Regions from separate parts of the Mus musculus genome. Here region 1 is linked to region 2. Evidence: chromatin contacts called from public ChIA-PET data. All regions are on one chromosome and are shown on one strand. Each heading gives the region's core, a stretch centred on a gene start, on an enhancer-like site or on the middle of the called end of the contact. The rest is flanking DNA. Distances are from core to core; before and after follow the strand shown. Region 1 has its middle 140 kb from the start of Prlr. Region 2 has its middle 42 kb from the start of Il7r.

Region 1 (7,149 bases), core at 998-3,497, 460 kb before region 2:
TTTCTTGTTACTGAATAAAAATTCTTCTGAAATGTAATCTATAAAATTTCAGCTTACCACAATTTTTTCAAAAGTGAATGGTTCACTTTTATTACTACTTATATAGAAAGAGACAGATTGCTTCTGCCCCAAATGGGCAAATTTTTTTTTATTGTTGTGTTTTATTGCTTTGTTTATTCCAGATAAAGCCTAAGAATTTTTGGCATGTAATAGAAAATGGGATTTATGTGAGACCATTTTTATGATAGGTTTGATCAAAGCCCATTGTCTTAAAGTTTCTATTGCTATGAAGAGACACCATGATCACAGCCACCCTTAGAAAGCGAAACATTTCATTGGGTCTAGCTTACAGTTCAGAGGTTTAGTCCATTGTCATGGCAGCAAGCATGGTAGCACTCAAACATTGTGCTGGAGAGGTAGGTGAGAGTTCTACACCTGGATTGGTATCAAGGGGGAGAGAGAGAGAGAGAGAGAAAGAGAGAGAGAGAGAGAGAGAGAGAGAGAGAGAGAGAGAGAGAGAGAGAGAACTAGACTACTTCTGAAACTGAAATCCCATACCTGGTGACATACTTTCTCCAACAAGGCTACACCTACACCATCACGTACATATCTCTTAAAAATGCCACTCTCTATGGGCCTATAGGGGCCATTTCCATTTAAACTTCCATAGTCCATTCATAAGCAGGACTTTTACACATCCAATCCATGTTGCCTCCTGTGACATATTTGACACCATTAAGCTGTGCTGAATTAGTTGAATCTCTATGTCTTATATTTGGGATTCTTTGTTGATCTCTTCTTCTTGACTTTTTGTATTTATTCTTTGGAACAGTACTGGAAAACAACTACAGCCTTCCATATGCCAGGCAAGCACTCTACCAGCTGAGCTATAGTCTACTTATAAAATTGATATTTTGAGATAAGATCTCATCTAGTGGTTTTGAACTGACTAGGTAACCTAGGATCCCCTTGTATTTATCTCAGCCTCCCAAATACTTAAAATAGCTACTATTGTGGGAATGGGCCACCCTGATTAACTCTCTTCATTTCTAAAGGATAAAAGAAGACTTTTAAAATGACTTTTTGTCACAAGTAGATTGGTATAATGAAAATTTCTTCCATTTTTTCTGGAAGCTTCTGTACTTGGCACCAGGTTGTTTTTCTTCACCGAGGAACACCAAAGCTTGTATTCATCTACAAGGGTTTGAAAAATATTCCTGAAGCTGGAGGCTTGATTATTTATGAGTGGTAATGTTCTCCTAAAGTTGATACCTGTTTTAATATTGACCTCAATAGAGAGACCAATGGTTTAGAGTCAAATGTTAGATGGCTTTTGTAGCCTCCCACAAGCCTGAAGCAGGCTGAGCCAGACCTTGACTTTGCTTACCACTAAGGAGATCACCTAGGGTGGAGCCTGCCTCCCTGGATCACTCTATTGTTCTGTCACTGCTGCTCCCTGCTGGGAGTTGGCCTAGCTGTTCTGGAGTCTACATCAGATCCTACATGTGGTCACCTGCAGCTGGGCTCCAAGGATGATTTGGCGGGAATGGGCTTTCCCCTCTCCTTTATAAAGCATGTCCCCCATTAAAAATTTGAACCTTGAACAGACTAGATTGTCTTGGTTCCGTTATTTCTCAACTCACCTAGATTCCCTCTTTTCTTTCAGCTCCAGGCTGCCTTCCAGGCTCCAACCTTGACGTGAGAGCAACAGGCTGGCCCCAACAGGATTTGAAAGGAATTTTTAATTAGTTGTGAAGATGGCCACATCACAAATGCAGTCTGGGAATGCTCCATTATCACAGAGCTAATGTGCCCTGATTAATTGTTTTATAAAAACAAGTGTAAATAAGATGCCAGTCCACAAAGGAAACGCTGACATATAGACTCTATGTGCCCCACAGAAATCATATCCTTGGTTCTGTCTAAGACTTTCTTTTCTCTCCATTTACAGCTAATTGGGCATGAGTTGAGTCATTCTTGTTTGTTATATGAAAATCTGATGCTGGTCTAGTACACCGTGCATGACACACATCAGATTTAACAGAAAAATTACTTAATCCTGTCACATCTGAAACCCTTTGTTGGTTTCCTAGCCTAAGGTCAACATAACATATTACTCTGCTTGGACATGTGTAAACGGCTTTTTCCTAAAGGAGCTCACAGTTGCTTGAAACCTAGTGTTCCTTTTTATCCAAAATGGATCCCTGCTATACCTCACCTCTCAACTGATCAGATGACTTCCAGAAGGGAAAACAACAACAATTACAATGCCAAGTGGCTACAGACATAAATGACAAATGAGGCTTTGGCACTTACAACATTCATCCCAACAAATGCCAGACATGGGAGCACAGTCATCTCAAATTGATCTTCCAGGAGCTATGGCAGGTCTGTGTGCAACAGCACGGACTAGCAGGTCAAACATTGAGCTTTAAGTCCTGTTTTCACTTCTTAAGAGTTGGTTGATCTCAAGTATGTCATTAGGTAATCTCAAACTTGCCTCACACTTTAAAACCACATCCTTGTTTTTCTTAACACAGTTGTAAAGAGCAAAAAAGAATAGTACTTATTATTTTCTGGTTTTAGTAGAGTATCTGACACATAGCAGGTGATTATTACACAAACAGTTACATTGGTTCTTAAGTATTATGCCTTGATGGTCCTTAGGAAACAAAAGACATCCAGCTACATCACTGTACTGCCAATCAGGGATTTCTTCTCACATGCACCACATACTTGCTTTGGAGTCTGATTACAGAAATTGCCTTTTGAAAGAATTTCTGTTGCCCATAAAGTTTATTACACTACAACTTTTACCTTGATTCATGTTCAGTAAAAATAAGTGGGGATTATCTTAATCTTAAATTCAGATAGTTATAAGTTTATTGCTATGGAAGAACATTCAAACACTAATGGTTCATCTACCTTATTTTATTTACCCACTGATTGGAATGTTATGAAAAATTGTTTTCTGAAAGCATAAATATATTAATAATAAACACATTAAGCATAAAGCATTAACTTAATATCATAAAGTATCATGAAGCCTGGTGGTGCGGCTCAGGGGTAGAGTACTTGCCTAGCTAGCATATTTGAGATTTGGATTCCATCCCCATATGGTAAAACCTACTAAGTACCCATATCCCACAGTTCTGTGTGACTATGTCATATTACTTATGTTAATGTGAACTAACATTAATGTGTCCCTAAATGTTGGACATGTAATGATTTTCTTCTTAATCTAGGTGTATTTTCAAGTACAAAAAAGATATTAAAGATTTTAAGATATTTGGGATGCACTCCCTGAATCTCTGACAGAGCTCATTAGTTTCTTTTTTTTTTTTTTAATTTCATTTCATTTTTAATTCATTTTTTACACTCCATATTCCATTCCCTGTCCCTCCCCTCCCACCTTCCAACTGCTTTACATCCCACACCTCATCCCCATCACACCCTGTCTCCACATGGATGCCTCCACCCTCCACCCCATCTGACTTCTAAACTCCCTGGGCCCTCCAGTCTCTTGAGGGTTAGGTGCATCATCTCTGAATGAACACAGACCTGGAAGTCCTTTACTGTATGTGTGTGTGTGTGGGGGGGGGGGGCTCATATCATCTGGTGTATGCTGTCTGTTTGTTCAGTGTTTGAAAGATCTGGGGGGTCCAGATTAATTAAGACTTCTGGTCTTCCTATAGGATCGCCTTTCTCCTTAAATACTTTCAGTCTTCCTTAATTCAACAATAGGAGTTAGCTGCTTCTCTTCATTGGTTGGTTGCAAATATCTGTATCTGACTCTTTCAGCTGCTTGTTGGGTCTTTTGGAGGGCAGTCATGATAGATTCCTTTTTGTTAGTGCTCCATAGCTTCAATAATAGTGTCAGTGACATGCATCCCACTTTGGGCCTGTTACTGGACCTTCTTTTCCTCAGTCTCCTCTCCATTTTCATTCCTGTAATTCTTTCAGACAGAAACAATTATGGGTCAGAGGTGTGACAGTAGGATGGCAACCCCATTCCTCACTTAATGTCCTGTCTTCCTGATGGAGGTGGGCTCCATAAGTTCCCTCTTCCTACTGTCAGACATTTCCTCAAAGGTTCCTCCCTGTGAGTCCTGGGAGTCTCTAGCCTCCCAGGTCTCTGGTGCACTCTGGGTGGTCCCCCCAACCTCCTATTTCCTGAGGTTGCCTGTTTACATTCTTTCTGCAGGCCCTCAGGGCTTCAGTCCTTTTCTCTCACCCAATACCACATCAGGTTTCCCCTCCTCATCCACTTTCCCTCCTAAGTCCCTCCCTCCCTCCCCACTTGTGAGTGCTTTCTTCTCTCTCCCAGGTGGGACTGAGGCGTCCTCACTTGGGCACTTCAGCTTGTTGACCTTTTGAATTCTGTGGACTGTATCTTGTGTATTCTGTATTTGTGTGTGTGTGTGTGTGTGTGTTTGTTTGTTTGGCTAATATCCACTTATTAGTGAGTACATACCATGCATGTCCTTTTACGTTTGGTCTGAGTTACCTCACTCAGGATGATAGTTCCATCCATTTGCCTGTTAAAGTCAGGATGTCCTCATTCTTAATAGCTGAGTAGTACTCCGTTGTGTAAATGAACCACATTTTCTGTATTCATTCTTCTGTTGTGGGACATCTAGGTTGTTTCCATCTTCTGGCTCTCACAAATAAGGCTGCTATGAACATAGTGGAACATGTGCCCCTATGGCATGGTGGGCCATCTTTTGGGTATATTCCCAAGAGTGGTATAGCTGGCTCTTCAGGTAGATCTATTTCCAATTTTCTGAGGAATCTCCAGATTGATTTCCAGAGTGGTTGTACCAGTTTGCAATCCCACCAGTAATGGAGGAGTGTTCTTGTTTCTCCACATCCTCTCCAACATGTTTTCTCACCTGAAGTTTTGATCTTAACTATTCTGACTGTTATAAGGGGGAATCTCAGGGTCATTTTGATTTGCATTTCTCTGATCACTAAGGACTTTGAAGATTTCTTTAGGTGCTTCTTAGCCATTCAAGATTCCTCAGTTGTGAATTCTCAGTTTAGTTCTATACCACATTTTTTGATTGGGTTGTTTGGATTTTTGATGATTAACTTCTTGAGTTCTCTATATATTTTGGATATTAGCCCTCTATCGGATGTGAGGTTAGTGAAGAATTTTTCCCAATCTGTAGGTTGTCGGTTTGTCTTATTGACTATGTCTTTTGCCTTATAGAAGCTTTCCAGTTTTATGAGGTCCCATTTATCAATTTTTGATCTTAGAGCATGGACCATTGGAGTTTTGTAGGAAAATTTCCCCTGGGCCAATGAGTTCAAGGGTCTTTCTCACTTTCTCTTCTATTAGATTCAGTGTATCTGGTTTTATGTTGAGGTCCTTGATCCACTTGGACTTGAGCTTTTACTAGGTGACAAATATGAGTCTATTTTCATTCTTCTATATTGAGACAGGCAGTTAGTCCAGCACCATTTATTGAAGATACTTTATCTTTTCCATTGTATATTTTTGGCACCTTTGTCAAAAGTCGTGACAATAAGTGTGTGGTTTTATTTCTGTGTCTTCAATTCTATTCTATTGATGTCTGTCTCTGCACCAATACCATGCAGTTTTTATCACTACTGATCTGTAGTAAAGCTTGAGGTCAGGGATGGTGATTCCCCCAGCTGTTCTCTTATTGTTAAGAATTGTTTTTGCTATTCTGGTTTTTTTGCCTTTCCAGATGAATTTGAAAATTGCTATCTCTATGTCTTTGAAGAATTGTGTTGGGATTGCATTGAATCTATAGATTGCTTTTGGTAGGATGGCCATTATTACTATGTTAATTCTCCCAATACAAGCATGAGTGATCTCTCCATTTTCTGAGATCTTCTTCAATTTCTTTCTTGAGAGACTTGAAGTTATTGTCATACAGGTCTTTCACCTGGTTGGTTAGAGTTACCCCAAGATATTTTATGTTATTTGTGGCTATTGTGAAAGGAATTGTTTCCCTAATTTCTTTCTCAGCCTGTTTATCCTTTGTATAAAGGAAGGCTACTGATTTGTTTGAGTTAATTTTATATCTGGCCACTTTGCTGAAGTTGTTTATCAGCTGGAGAAGTTCTCTGGTAGAATTTTTGGGGTCACTTATGTATACTAGCATATCATCTGCAAATAGTGATGCCTTTATTTCTTCTTTACCAATTTATATGCCTTTGAATTTTTTGTTGTCTTATTGTTCTAGCTAACACCTTGAGTACTATATTGAATAGATATGAGGAGAGTGGGCATACTTGTCTGGTCCCTGATTTCAGTGGGATTGCTTCAAGTATGTCTCCATTTAATTTGATATTGGCTGTTGGTTTGCTGTAAATTGCCTTTATTGTGTTTAGGTATGGGCCTTGAATTCCTGATCTCTCCAATACTTTTAACATGAAGGAGTGTTGTATTTTGTCAAATGCTTTTTCAGCATCTAAGGAGATGATCATGTGATTTTTTTCTTTGAGTTTGTTTATATAATGGATTGCATTAATAGATTTTCATATATTAAACCAACCTTGCATCCCAGGGATGAAGCCTACTTGATTGTGGTGAGTGATGGTTTTGATGTGCTCTTGGATTCAGTTTGCAAGAATTTTATTGAGTATTTTTGCATTGATATTCATAAGCGAGATTGGTCTAAAGTTCTCTTTTTTGATTGGGTCCTTGTGTGGTTTAGGTATCAGAGTAATTGTGGCTTCATAGAATGAGTTAGGTAGTGTTCCTTCTGTTTCTATTTTATGGAACAGTTTGAGGAAAATTGGTATCAGGTTTTCTATGAAGGTCTGGAAGAATTCTGCAATAAATCCATCTGACCTTGGGCTCTTTTGGCTGGGAAATTTTTTTATTAGGTATTTATTTCAGTTACATTTCCAATGCTATCCCAAAAGTCGCCCACATGCTCCCCCACCCACTCCCCCACCCTCCCACTCCCACTTCTTGACCCTGGCGTTTGGTTGGGAAATTTTTAATGACTTCTTCTATTTCCTTGTGTGATATAGGCCTGTTTAGATAGTTTACTCTTGATTTAACTTTGGTATGTGGTATCTGTCTAGAAAAACCATCCACTTCATCTAGATTTTCCAGTTTTGTTGGCTCTAGGCTTTTATAGTAGGATCTGATGATTTTTTGAATTTCTG
Region 2 (7,071 bases), core at 2,464-4,963:
TAGATAACCCTCACAATGGCCACCCCTGTCTCAATGGCACTCAAGCTCCCATCATGAACAAAAGACATCTCCCATCAACACAATTCTAGAAATGTAAACTAACTTGGTAGGGAGGAGATTTCCTCCTAACCTCACACTTGTTTATACTAAATCTATACATAGAACCACATTAGAGTATACATTACTAGAAAGCAAGGATTTATGAAAGCTAGTGAGATCCATAGTTTATTCCAGTCATCTCTTTTTAGGACCTTGACCCTGGTGTTACCCTAATCAGGCCAGTTATGAAGCCACCACCAACCTTACTTTCTCCTGCTTGTCTCCTTTCTAAACAAAGCTGCCATGACTCTTTCCTGATACCCTTTGCAATTCATTCCACCTCTTTTCACATTTCACTAGATTTGGCCTAATAAAACACATCATGTCACCTACAGGTGCAACTCCATCTACTCCCAAAAGTTTTCATGTCAGTTCCACAACAAAGCCTTGATACACAGAGGCATCTCTGGGCATCCTGTTGAGCCAGACGTAAGCAAAGTCACAAGCAGATTACCCTAAGATTCGAAGTATAAGTACAAAGAAAATGTTGTTTTCAAGCTTGCTTCAAAACAAATCTGGAAAGAGATGCTGGCCCAGACTTGTGGCTGCAGTTCAAAGCCCCAAAGGGGACCAGGGGGCTCAAAGGTGTGCCTTGAGCATTTCAGCTCAAACACTTGCTGTATCTTTTGCTAACTTCAGGCTAACCACAGGGAGACAGCTACTCTGTTCACCATTTCTTAAACATCCTCACCTTGCTATGCCCCCACAAACCAGGCAGAAACCACAACATCCTTCTAGTATACGACAGGCTTCACCATGTACTCTGGAGGCGGAGAGCTTAGTCTTCTTCCCCTCCACTTTCACTGTCTGAGCCCATTTCGTACCAAAGTCCCTGCAAATTAAAGTCTTTGCTGGCATGCTACCTCCGTGCGTTGGAAGGCACCACTTAGCTTCCAGATGCTACAAGAACCCCTTACATGTTTCTTCTGAATTTCTGCATTTAAGAGTTTGATTCATTCTGCCAGGACCACAGACTAGAAACTTCCTTTAAAATGGCATGTAAGACTAGACCACTGTCATATTTTAAGCAGGCAACTTCCTTCAAGCTGATGAGCATAGTTGTAATAGATGACATTTTCTTAAAGAAGTAGAAGTAGCTATCACGTAATGTTTTTTTTTTAATATATTTTTGATAAAGATACACTCACTGTTGGCCTTTAAACATTTATATAAGGTGTATTTTACTATGCTCAGGATATAACAAAAGGAGGCAAGGCATGAATATTTAGCAAGAATCTGGGATTTTTAACCAGGAAGAAACTCGCATAGAGTTTAATTCCTTTGTCTGAGAAACATTTTAGACATTAAACCTCTAAAGAGCTGAGTTCTGAGACTCTACTACTCAAGCAAAGCCACTGCAACATAGGAGCCATAATAATAAAGGTTTCTTTTATACATCTAAGTTTGATGTAGTGGTCAAATGAAGGCACATTCAGTATGCAAAATTTCTCTGATTTCTCCTATTACATGATTATGAGGCTATTTGGAGCATGGGCTGAAAATACAGATTTCTGGGTAGTCTTCTTCAAAATATGCAACAGACCAGAAATGCAGAAATTGATTTCTTATACCCATAAAGTCTTACCAATATGACCTCCTAAAGGTGAGCTGAACAAGGACATGACAGAATGGATAGGTAAAAGCTTAACTCTTCACAGAGAACTATAGGCAACTAAAGAAGGATGGGAGCAGGAGAGTTGTTCTTACTCAAGGATGAGAACACCAATGGCCAAATGGGAAGCCCTGAAAACATGCATACAAGTAACATTATTTAACAGGATATATATATATATACATGCATATATGTCATATGTACATGGAATAACAATTAAAAACGAGGCCATAGATTTGAAGGAGAGCAGAAGGAATATATAAGAGAGTTTGGAGAGAGAAAGAAAAGGGATAAATATTGTAATTATAACTCCCCCCAAAATATTTTAAAAGTGATTTCCTAGTCTTTTTTTTTTCTAACGTTTCCATTTTTTTTAAGGAGTACAAGATATAGTTCACTCTCTCCTTAAGTTCTTTAATTGAAAATGGAGAGCAAGCCTTATGATAAATAGCAATTGGCTTCATGCTCAAGGTTAGCTAGGGAGGTCACAGAGCTTGGCAAAGGGCCATAGCACAAGGTTAGCTATTGGCATGACAAGGGGCAGAGCACACGTTAACTGGCAACTACCAAATGTTAGCTGAAAATAAATTCAGAACATTTTGCAAAGTCCCTTGGGTTTTAAATGTTAATGATTAATTCAAATGTCTTATAATGCTATGTGGTCCAACGTTGCATAAAATAAATAAATATAGTGTACGAGACTTTTACATGACTTATGGTTTGTCACTTTCCTATGGTCAGACTTTCCAGAGGACATCATTTTAAGTAAGTTACAAACCACTGGTCTCCACATTGAGAATCTCAATACCCCATCACTGTTAACCCCTCTAGTGCCCTGTGCCCCCTTACATGTCATTCTCTGGGAGTCTGAATTCAAGATTGTCTCTTTCATCAGTGCAGTGCAGCACTCTGGCAGAGGCAGAACTGAGCAGATTAACTAGTACACTCCATCTCCTATTTTCCTCTTGGCTGGTTGCATATATGCAGGAATATTATACTTAATGCACACATATACAACATGTATAAATAACATAATTGGTTTCTGTCTTCTCCGGATGATGACTAACTAGTCTGCAACTGCCAGGCATTTGAACCCAGGAAGTCTAAGGATGTACATCGAGATCAATGATAAAGCTAAAACTCTTCTTATAGCCAGCTTCCTAATCGCCTGCACATGCTAAACACAGAGGGGTAGAAGAAAGACATTGAGCCTCTTGCGTGGGACGAGGTTGAGCCTTGAAGAAACCTGGACGTGGTAAAGTAGGACAGGCTACGAGAATAAGCACATAAACAAACTTCACAATCTCTTGATGCATCACACAATTGCCTGCAAGGTGGGTAGCAAAAGGAGGATGTTCAGCAATGCACTTTTACCTACCCATCAATTTTAACCACAAGAATAAATTGAAATGGAAAAGTCAGCTCAGATTTTTGCAGCCAGTCCCCTTTCTATGATGACAGATAGCATAAGGGAGTTGAAATGACAATAAATAGGTATTTAGATATTAATTCTGAGCAGACTGTTGATGTGGGAACCACAGCTGGAAGACATTTCCAAATAGGCTGCAGCCCCACAGCATAAAGACTTCTCTTTCTCTTGCAGGAATTCTTAAGAGTCTAGAAAGCATGGTCCAAAAGTGTGACCTACCTCCACCCCCATACCCAGCAATCACCTTGTTTTCAGACACCAGTATGGCCTTTTGTTCTTTGCAAAGTAAAATCAAACTTGCAAAATTAAAATGCATTCTCTGAAAACCTTCTTTACTGTGCTTTGTGGAATGCAGGTGCATAGACTTCCCTTTGTTCTCCTTCTGTCTGCTTGTTCTCTACCTGTTTCCCAACCCAGCCTCCAGCATCCCACAGCAAAGACTCTTAGAGTTGAGTTTCACATGGTGATTACTGAAACTGAAAATGAACATGGTTCTTCCTCCATCTGCCTGCGACATGGTAACTGTTGCTTCCTTTCACTCAAGATGGCCCTCAGTTCTATTTTCAACTCCCCAGACAACAGGAGGAAGTGGCCTAGGCAAAGCCAAGGAGGGTTTTCTTCCTAGCTTTCTGTTCCTAGATTGTCCTTAAGAAACAAGCAGATGACATTTAGTCATGAAGCCCACAGATGTTCCATGGTTCAGTGTCGTCTAGACAACAAGCTGTTGTTTGTCACTAACCTGGATTTTTCACCATAGATGGAACATAACCTCAGCACTACTCTGGAACTTAGAAGTCATAAACTGGAGTCAAACATCCTATAGAAAATGGATCCTGAGCATAGAACAAAGCAGACAGAACCCAGCAGTCAGGTACATTGGCAGAGTTACAGCCACTGTGTTCTTCAACTTGGATTTGTCTTCTGCCACAACCTTCTTGTGCTAATAGCCTCAGGAAAGAGAAATCTGACACAAAGAACTACAGGCAACTAAGAAATGCAATGAAGAGGAAGAGAGAGTCTTCCATAGGAAAAACAGCAATTTGTTATCCAGTACCAAATGGTCACCCCTGAAACACACAAACACACACACACACACATACACACGCACGCACACACGTGTGTGTGTGTGTGTGTGTGTGTGTGTGTGTGTGTGCATATGTGCGTGTATGTGTGTATGGAATATTATACAGACTGAGTAGGTTGTGTTTACAGTTATGTGCATGTAAAAACAATCAGTAACAAAGACTCCATGGATTTAAAGAGAGCTAGGAGGAGTATATGGGAGAGTTTGAAAAGGGAAAGGAAATTGATGTAATTGTGTTATAATCTCAAAAAACATCATAAAAAGAGAAAATTTAAGTATATGCTAAATGCTATTTCCCTAACATCTGATGCTTGGTACTTCTACAAAAGAGTGGCAGATAAGGAAGAGAGACTGAGTCCTTCCCCCCTCACACATTCTAGCCACACCAGAGACAGGGACCTGCTAGAAGAAAGCAGAGACAGATTTTACCAGCAAGAATGAGGGTGACCAGAAGAAAGGAGCAAATCAGAAGAAAAGTAAGGAATAGTAGGTACTCTCATGACAGCAGGGCTTGCTTTGAAACGATGAAGACAATATTCTTACTCTCAAATACTTGGGTAACACTTTTAGGTGGTCATTGCCCATGAGCAAGTGGGTGGATGTGAAAATCTCCTTTTAAAAGTAAGACCATTCACAGTTTTAAAGTGGTGGCACTTAGAACAACCACGTTTAAAAGACTTGTGGAATTGAACCAAATGAGTCCAATTAAATTTCTGTATGTTTTTAACCTAGGCTTCATGAAAAGCCAACAAAGAAGAAATCAGCACTGCATTCCTGATGGAGAGAAGGGGCATTTTAAGATTTAAGTGTGTGTGTGTGCGTGTGTCTGTGTGTGTGTCTGTGTGTGTGATGTGTGTGAATCCAAACATGTGTACACGTTGCTACAGAGGTGAAAAGAGTGTGTTGGATCCATTGAAACTGTAGTTGAAGGCAGTTCTGAGTCCTGAGGTTGGACTGGGAGCTGATCCCTAGCTTCTGAGTCACATTTTCAGTTCCTGTAAGGGATTCTCAACCTAAGAAGACTTCTAAGAACCAGCATTATGGTGAGTGGCTCCAAAGCTAACCAAAATGTCAGAGACGTTTATTCACGTCATCAAACCTCACCCTCTCAACAAATTTAACTTTATATCCTATCTTCAAGGCATCTCAAACCAGCTGGTCAGCTCCCTGCACCTAAGTCAACTTAGTAGCTTTTACTTTTCCAGAAGGCCCACTACTGCACATTTAACAGTGGATTTATGGTCATAATTCAAACCATGGGACTGCGTAGAAGGGTTTGAAAGTTTCCAATGGCACTGACTCACTGTCTGCCTTACCAAGTGTGCCCTGTCAAATAAACCCTCATTGATGTCACTGCATTCTCATAACCCCAAAAACTAAGATTCAGAGCTGGGAAATGGTTCCACTTGCACCACATCTCTTAGACTGGTGCACAATGGTGTAATGGCATTGGTAATAATGTGTGAGAGGACCACGTTCCCAGGAAGTCTTGAGAGGAAAACTTAACTATTTTCAGAGTTCTTCCTCTTCTTCTTCTCCTCCTCCTCCTCCTTCTCTAAATTTTACTTTATTAGATATTTTCTTTATCTACATTTCAAATTCTATCCCGTAAGTTCCCTATACCCTCCCACCGCCCTGCTCCCCTACCCACCCACTCCCACTTCTTGGCCCTGGTGTTTCCCCTGTACTGGGGCAGATAAAGTTTGCAAGACCAAGGGGCCTTTCTTCGCAATGATGGCCGACTAGGTCATCTTCTGCTACATATACAGCCTCAGAGCTCTTCTTGAAGGAGAAAAATGTGTGCATGGATTCCATGTCAAAGCTGTTTTGATCCTAGGCTTGTCTGCCAGTACTGGTACTTTCCACCACAGTACCAACCCCTGCTGCTGTGTTCCGCAACTGTTCTTCTAGAGATGGATGGTAGATGACGCTACCTCCAGTTTAATCGATGGCAAGTGATTGAAAACAAGATTTTCAGTGGGTTAAGCACATCTGAGTCACCGGGGATCATACCCTCTGGTTCCAGTTTCAGAGAAGTCTGTCTTCGACCTGCTTGTCTGCCTGTCTGGTCCATAAACTACACTTAGGATGCTATTTAGAATATTTTTATTTGCTCCCATAGAGGATTGAAGTGAGAGTCAACACCAAGAAAATAACAAAATGACAAATTTATTAAAATTAAATACTTGAAGTCTACTCAGAAATTGTATTTAGTATTGCTATGTAGGGGAAGACTTAAAAACATAGATATAAGCATTGATGTTTTACATATTTAAATTGTGATCCTTTTGGTGTATACATATAGTAAGGTGTGTGTGATGGCTCACAACTTATCCCAAGCACTTGAGAAGCAGAAACCAGAAAATTTCAAGGCCAAATATATATATATATATACACACACATATACATATATATATATATATACACACATATACATATATATGTGTGTGTGTATACAATTATGTAACTAGGAAATAAAAGCTCAATTACAAAAATAATTGAATTAGTTGTAGTATATTTGTAACACATGGCAGTGTAGTGTTTTAATAAAACAGAAAAGGGCTATTGAACTACAGAACTAATAACTTACTTAGAGAAATTTACACATAAAACTGTTGAGTACATACGAAGCTCAGGATTAGGGAAGCATCAATTACTGGCCTTAGTTTAGCACTACATAGATTTGTTTATGTATACAGAATCTGCATATTATTCTATGTTCCTATATAAAAATATGGAGGAGATCTGCCATGATGGTTCAATGGGGAGGGGGGCAACATTTGGAATGTAAATAAATAAATATATTTTTTTTAAAGAATGTGCTCTTACAGAGTACTAGAGCTCAGT

Evidence for each region. ChIA-PET counts read pairs in DNA pulled down with a chosen protein or histone mark.
Region 1: a contact with region 2 is called in an RNA polymerase II ChIA-PET map of memory CD8 T cells, with 27 read pairs. The contact joins two enhancer-like sites. A contact is called at or near these places in 1 of 484 Hi-C or Micro-C datasets (granulosa cells) and 2 of 115 datasets of contacts at active chromatin or transcription factors (CD8 T cells and memory CD8 T cells).

Annotation. Positions count from the first base shown.
Region 1 is chr15:10,031,094-10,038,242 of GRCm38.p6, reverse strand. No RefSeq gene overlaps it. Among named protein-coding and RNA genes, the nearest start is that of Prlr, 140 kb to the left of the region's middle. Within about 2 kb of position 2,247, at least 16 of the 459 cell types and tissues checked have an H3K27ac peak or open chromatin away from gene starts, as enhancers often do. A contact at or near this core is called in memory CD8 T cells, where this site is marked.
Region 2 is chr15:9,568,708-9,575,778 of GRCm38.p6, reverse strand. No RefSeq gene overlaps it. Among named protein-coding and RNA genes, the nearest start is that of Il7r, 42 kb to the right of the region's middle. Within about 2 kb of position 3,713, at least 31 of the 459 cell types and tissues checked have an H3K27ac peak or open chromatin away from gene starts, as enhancers often do. A contact at or near this core is called in memory CD8 T cells, where this site is marked.